Linked DNA regions of Mus musculus: region 1 is linked to region 2. Evidence: chromatin contacts called from public HiChIP or PLAC-seq data. All regions are on one chromosome and are shown on one strand. Each heading gives the region's core, a stretch centred on a gene start, on an enhancer-like site or on the middle of the called end of the contact. The rest is flanking DNA. Distances are from core to core; before and after follow the strand shown. Region 1 overlaps Rufy2 (RUN and FYVE domain-containing 2). Region 2 holds the start of Dna2 (DNA replication helicase/nuclease 2).

The links. HiChIP or PLAC-seq counts read pairs in DNA pulled down with a chosen protein or histone mark.
Region 1: a contact with region 2 is called in an H3K4me3 HiChIP or PLAC-seq map of the 230-238 cell line, with 27 read pairs. The contact joins the enhancer-like site here to the promoter of Dna2 in region 2. A contact is called at or near these places in 6 of 39 promoter capture datasets (embryonic stem cells, fetal liver, frontonasal cranial neural crest and 2 more), 3 of 484 Hi-C or Micro-C datasets (3T3-L1-derived adipocytes, embryonic stem cells and epiblasts), 3 of 115 datasets of contacts at active chromatin or transcription factors (the 230-238 cell line and embryonic stem cells) and 3 of 9 other capture datasets (adipose tissue, liver and pancreatic islet).

What each region holds. Positions count from the first base shown.
Region 1 is chr10:63,001,768-63,005,163 of GRCm38.p6, reverse strand. Rufy2 (RUN and FYVE domain-containing 2) reads right to left here. Exons shown (of 18, transcript NM_027425.4): 12 at 2,884-2,981; 13 at 388-507. Among named protein-coding and RNA genes, the nearest start is that of Hnrnph3, 20 kb to the left of the region's middle. Within about 2 kb of position 1,668, at least 12 of the 459 cell types and tissues checked have an H3K27ac peak or open chromatin away from gene starts, as enhancers often do. A contact at or near this core is called in the 230-238 cell line, where this site is marked.
Region 2 is chr10:62,945,369-62,948,652 of GRCm38.p6, reverse strand. It overlaps Dna2 (DNA replication helicase/nuclease 2), which reads right to left and starts at 1,624. Exons shown (of 21, transcript NM_177372.3): 1 at 1,484-1,624. The coding sequence starts at 1,560. Slc25a16 (solute carrier family 25 (mitochondrial carrier, Graves disease autoantigen), member 16) reads right to left here. Exons shown (of 9, transcript NM_175194.2): 9 at 2,159-3,284.

The sequences.
Region 1 (3,396 bases), core at 419-2,918, 56 kb before region 2:
ACTCACCTGGAATCCCAGCATTCAGAGGTGGAAGCAGGGAGAGCAAAAGCTCAAAGTCGCCCTTCCTTATGAAGGAAATTATGTAGACCTGCACTACATTTTCTTTCTCCCCTACCCCTCTCTCTCTCCTCTCCCTTTGTGTGTGTGTGTTTGGAGTTTGAACCCACTGAGTGAGGAACTGAGACGTGTGCAGGAGGACACCCTAAGGAGTCATTGTCTCTCCATCCACCACATAGGGCCTGGAAGCTGAACTCGGGCTTGCTGGTAACTGCGTTTCCATACCGAGCCATCACAAGCATCCCACACACCTTCTTTAGGTACTTGTACTGTACTGGCTAGTGGAGACCGTGTTAGTACAAGAATTTGATCTCACGACCAAGCACTCACAGCTGTTGCTCCTTCTGCGAGATCTGTCTCTGCAGACTGTCGGATTGGCTCAGACACTCCTGGGCATATTTCTCATCCTCGGCTTCTGCTTCCTTTTGCGCCTTCTCTGCTTGCTGCAATCTGGTGTAATTCAAATCAACTTTGGGTAAAACTGAGGCTAGAACTAGGGTGTAAAAGGGTGAAGAAGACAAAAGAAAAATGGGGAAATAGAAACATTTCTAAATGAAAACAAAGTTTGGGGGAGAACTCACAAACTCAAACGTGAAAGAGCCACACAATGTCTAGAAATTGTTTTGTGCTTTTTTTTTTTCAACATAAGATATAATATGCCCAGAAAACTATCTTTAAATTTGCTTTATTTCTTGTTCATAATTAATGCAAAGCAATACAGTTTTTTACTGTTGGAGGATGATTTCAATCTCAAATATGGCTAGGTACGATACTGCCTTTTTACAAAGCCGTGAGCTTGAGTCTCTAGTAAGTGCAGAACACACCTGCTGTATGTGATGCTAAGATGTGTGTGCCAGGAATCAAGTGCACTGCAAGGCCAAGAGCAAAGAGCAACAGCTACAGTTCTCAGGGATGGAGTCTTCCATCAGAGCTCTGTACGGTTGCTTAACTATGCAAAGCTGTATATTTATGTGTGTATATGTATATTTTTAAGATTCAAAAATATTTAGTGCTTGGCATTCCCTAGAGAGAATTTTTTAAGATAGTTATTTTACATTTATGAATGTTTTGCTTGCATGTATGTCTATGCACCACATATATGCTTGGTGCCCACGGAGGTCAGAAGCAGGTGTCAGATCCCATGGGACTGGAACTGGAAACCACACCATGTGGGTGCTGGGAAGTGAACCCAGGTCCTGTCCTCTGTAACTGTCACATCATCTCCAGCAATACAATTTTTATTCTTTGCTTGAATCTTAAAGAATAGCTTACTATGTCACCTTTCCCTGTTCGTATTTAAGTCACTGTTTGTCCCCAGGCCCAGCTACACTCCTTGCCTCCCTTGGCCATCAAGATTTGAGGTTTATCTTCAATATTTTATAAGAAAATATTTCCCAGAACTCAAGGGACACTAACTCTTCACAGGAAGTCACAAGAGAACTCTTGTATCTTCATATCTGCCTCCAACACCCTAAATAAGGCCACACACACTGCGAGTATAAAAGCCTCCGAGAAAGGAGAGGGAGTCAGTTACCTCTAGGTCTACATTGAAACGAAAGGATTAAGGCGGTAGGGCTGGACTCGGCTCTCTTCTAAGGTTACAGGAAGTAAAGTAAGTGAGGTAGGCCTGCAGTTGTGCTATCACAAGAGGGCGGGAGGATTAGAAAACGGAGGTGCTAAAGCCCAGGGCAGTGGCCAGCCTGGTTTGAGAACTGCTTTAAAAACTTAAAAATCAGGAGCCATTAGGCAGAGTATGCCAGCGGGTGTGGGTATATGTTTTATCTGTGCCAACACAGCTTGAAAACAAAGGTTTCTAGCTTCCATCGAAAGGTAGCTAAAAAGATAGAACTTTGAAAAAGTCTTGCCATCCTCGAAGGTGGGACTCAGATCTGCCCTTGTGCACAAGGCTGAGGAGTGCACGTGAGGAGCCCGCCAGGGCGCCCGCCGTGTCTCACAGCAGCCATGGAGGGTCCCTGCAGCCTGGACATATGAGATAGCATAAATGCTTTTCCATTTAACATGTGAGTATGGGTTCTGCTCTTGGAGTGGGCTTCAGAAGGAGATGTCTTTGACCAGCTTGTACTGGTCCTGAGGGTCACTACTAGCACTTTTCACCAATGACACTGCAATTGTCCTAGTCTGAGTTAACAAGTCGTTGTCGCTTCATAATGGAATGGACAGAAATCAAAGACAAGAAACGGTAATAAAGATGTCCAAATGTAAAAGTGGGGATAAAGAAAACAACGAAAAGAAAGAAGAAAAAAGAAGAAAGAGGATGTCAATAAAAGAATATTTGTGTCATAAAGCATCAGTAGTTATGTTTTCCCTAAGTTCAAAGAAAGCAATGGTGACACATGTTGACTCAACGTGACAGGGCAATGGGGACAGAAGGTTTTCCAACAGTAAAATGAAAGGCCAGGATACAGCGCTCCACTGACAAGAGAGCCTGCCTTGGGGAAGCAGCTTCCTGTTAACGCATGCCGCTTTCAGAGAGGAGACAGCCACGGTCGAGGGATGGGGCAGCTCCTTCAGGGGGCAGGCCCTCTGAGCCGGCCCCAGTTCAGTTTTTCAAGTCTTTGTTTTATGTCACAGACGAAATGACAAGAAACTACAGATATTGTGCCTTTAAATTATCTCCAAAAAGGCAACTTCAAATGAATCGCCCTAAGTAAAGCAACTTGGTTCCATGCAGCAACCAAAACAAAAAGACAAGGCCTGGCTTGGCCTTGGCAGACACAGGCCCTGGGTGAGGTCTTTCTAACAACTCCGTGGCAGGTGTCAGAGGGAGAAAGGAAGGAGAAGGAGAGACTCATGTGAGGGTCCTACCTTTGCTCCAGCTGCCTCATGGCTGTAGTGATCTTATTGGTCTTTTCTTCTAGTCGGGCAATTATTTCATTTTTTTCTTTCAAGCCATCTTCAGAGCCCTATTTATAAAAACAAAACAACTATGGTGATTTTGATTTTGAAACCTAAACATTAGGCTAAGTATAGTTTCGTTTGCCTTGGAATCCTAGCACTCAGGAGGCAGACAGAGGAGGATTATGGGTTCAATACCAGCCTCACTACACAGGGGCACTGAGGCCAGCTTAGGCATCAGTCCCTCTCAAAAATAACCAAAATACTGTATGCACCAAACAGGGGCTCAGAAGATCCACATAGCTGACCTGTGGAGTAGACCTATGGAGCCCATTTGATAGAAGGAGGGGTTACTCTTGAAACTGTCCTCTGACTTCCACACATGCCCCAAGGCACATACACAGCCCACTCACAATAATACAACAAAAAAACCTTTCATACTTCAATGTGATTGATAAAAAAACAGGCTGAGCATGGTGGCTT
Region 2 (3,284 bases), core at 375-2,874:
GCTGCTTTAAGTAAGGAAGCAGACTCTCTCTAGAGGGTGGCTACCATAGCTCCTGAAAGCACAAGACGGTAATTTTGTAAGTTTCTGCCTTTGTACTTGATACATGGTTACATATATTCTGATCAGTATTCAAACTAGAAGGCAGTAATGGTTAGAACTGGGGAGGGGTACGGGTTAGGGTCAGTCTACAAACAGGAGAATGCCCACCAGTTTGGCCAACTCTCACCAATACCTGGACTAGACATTAATCAGCCTGTGTGGCTTTTTCTTGGGCCTCCAGGGCCCACTCCTACCTCCTAACCACACAAGGTTAGCCTGGTCTACAAAATGAGACCCTGTATAAAACAACAGCAACAAAACAAACACTTGGGAAGTGGAAAAAAAGAGGATCAGAGATCAGAAGGTCAAAGCCGTCCTGGGCTGGCTACACATCTCAGCTCGAGGCTAGCCTGGGCTACCTCAAAAACTGGAAAATACCAAAAAGGGCTTCTACCACAGTCGAAAGCAATTAGGAAGTACAACTAAAGAGAGCTAGTCCTGTCCATTTTCCAGATAACTGATATACTGGGCATGCCAAAGTTCAGTGGCATAGCACCTGCTGTGCTGGGCATGACAATGTTCAGTGGCACAGCACCTGCTTGCTGTACCTGGTCCGCCCAACTACTGCTTGAAGGAAAAAAGAGGGACGCGGGAAGCAGCATGAAAGGTTCACTGCAATTGCTGCCAGGAGCTGCCAATCATACTAATCTTTATGGCATTAGAGGGCTTGGACCTACTGTATACCGGGTGTAACACCTCCAGGAGCTCTTAAAAGATATATTGAAGGGATGGCACGAGCGCCAGGAGATGCCTCTAAACTCAGGCACTTGCATATGTACACTTAAGTAAATTTAAAAATAAATAAAAGCCGGGCGTGGTGGCGCACGCCTTTGATCCCAGCACTCCGGAGGCAGAGGCCGGCGGATTTCTGAGTTCGAGGCCAGCCTGGTCTACAAAGTGAGTTCAAGGACAGCCAGGGCTACACAGAGAAACCCTGTCTCAAAAAACCAAAAAAGAGAAAGAAAGAGAGAGAGAGAGAGAGAGAGAGAGAGAGAGAGAGAGAGAGAGAGAGAGAAAGAAAGAAAGAAAGAAAGAAAGAAAGAAAGAAAGAAAGAAAGAAAGAACGAACGAACACTGGGTCGTCTGACTAAAGGCGATTCCTGGCAAGCCTTCAGCCCGGAGTTTGACCCCGACGTCCCACGTGAAAGAAAATAACTAGCACGGGTGCTCCTCCGACCGCCACAAGCGGGTCTTCCGCACATGCAAATAAGACAAAATCAAATCCAAAGTATCAATGACAGGGGTGGGCTGACGTGTGAAAAAGCAGCGGGCTACACCAGCAAGCTCAGGTCCCAATTAAGACTGGCCGACGATCACCCTCCAGCTAACACCCGGGAAAACCGCGCAGGTCCCGCTCGCGCCCGCCGCCCTCCCGCAGGCTCACAGCTCCACCCGCGGCACGGCCTCCGCTCCGCCGTCCTCTTCCAGCAGCAGCAGGTCCAGCTCGTCCAGCGGCTCCATTCCTGCCGAAGCCCGCCGGGAGAGCGGGCAGCCGTAACTCGCGGCGCTAGAGAAGCGCCAGCTCGCTGCGCATGCGCAGCAGGCGCCCCGCGCGCCAGCGGCTCCCGCGCTCTCCGCGCCGGGAAGCACAGCGCCGGACCGGAGGCGCTTTTCCGCCGTCTCCACTCCAGGACCGGATGCCTGCATGAACCTGCTGGGCTGCCGCGCAACTGCACGCGTCTCATAGCAATCCCCCGTCTCGGGCTTTTCAGAGCAGGAGAGCGGGAGATGCAGCTGAATTTCCACTACGAACCTGTCTTGTTGCAGGGATCTGATGCCTCCCACCCTCTGGCCTGGAAAGGCATCCTCATGCACATAGTGCATAGTACTCACAAACACACACACAAACAAAATAAATTTTTTAAAAAGTAAATCTAAGCCGGGCGTGGTGGCGCGCGCCTTTAATCCAAACACTTCAGAGGCAGAGGCAGGCGGATTTCTGAGTTCGAGGCCAGCCTTGGTCTACAGAGTGAGTTCCAGGACAGCCAGGGCTACACAGAGAAACCCTGTCTCAAAAAAACAAACAAACAAACAAAAAAAACCAAGCCATCAAAACAAGGATAAAAAATTACTTTTAATATCATATGGATTCTATAACAGACATAGAAGGCAATTTCTTATTTTAGAAAATATCTTCAGTTCTCTTTATTGATAATATAATTGCGATATTTATTTTATAGATTTAAATTACCTTAAGATTGAATGGAATAATTAGCTACAATGTAGTCCAGAAATTAAAATATACAAAAGAGTTTTATAAACAGACTTATCCCCACTCCTGGTACATTTACAAATCACATGATACATTTTTATTTTTAAAGTAAAGATTATAAAAATGAAACTAATTCATCCAATTTTTTCCAAGATGTGACAAGAAATATTTATATACATGAAAAAATGCAGAAATAACATTTGCAGCTTAATTTTAATGTTTTAAAAATCACATCAGTTCTACAAATAACTACCTCTAGAGAAGGCTTGATGCTTCTACTCCATGGGTCATGCTTACAACAAAAAGTGTTCTAAACACAATGATCAGAATTCTTATATTCTAAACAACCTTTTTAAAATGTAACAATCAAAATGTGGTTTATATTTACGCTTCGGACTATGACACACTAAAATTACATTACATGGAAGAACTTATATCTTGACATAATACCTCAGAAACATTGCTTCATCTAAATTGATGGTCCATTTACATTTCCTAGTACATACCAAGTTATTTTAGACAAGCATCTACAATGCTACTCTCCTTTTAAGGGCAAAGATATTTAATCTTTATCATAACTGCCTCTGGGAAACGCAGTGGCATGATAATCAAAGTTCATGGTAATAGCATTTGAACAAGACCTGGGACTTTCTTCATTTGTTGACAATCTCCTTTCAAATACAACAGTAATTTTATTGAGAAGGAAGGACAACTGGGGATATACCTCAGTGTACAGCTGACTTTCTGATGGGATCTCATCATGCCTGCCATGTACAACGTCCTGGACTCAATCCCCAAAGAGAGTTAGAAAGAAAGAGCGCAAGGAAGGAAGTGCTTCTCAAACCACTAGACGGAAAGGTGTCTTTTTACCCACTGGAGAGAATTCTGAGAAGAAACATAATAAGAACACTACTTTGTTGCTGGCTCTGTTTCACAGACCTTACATTTTCAGTTCTCATTCTGCTACAATAAA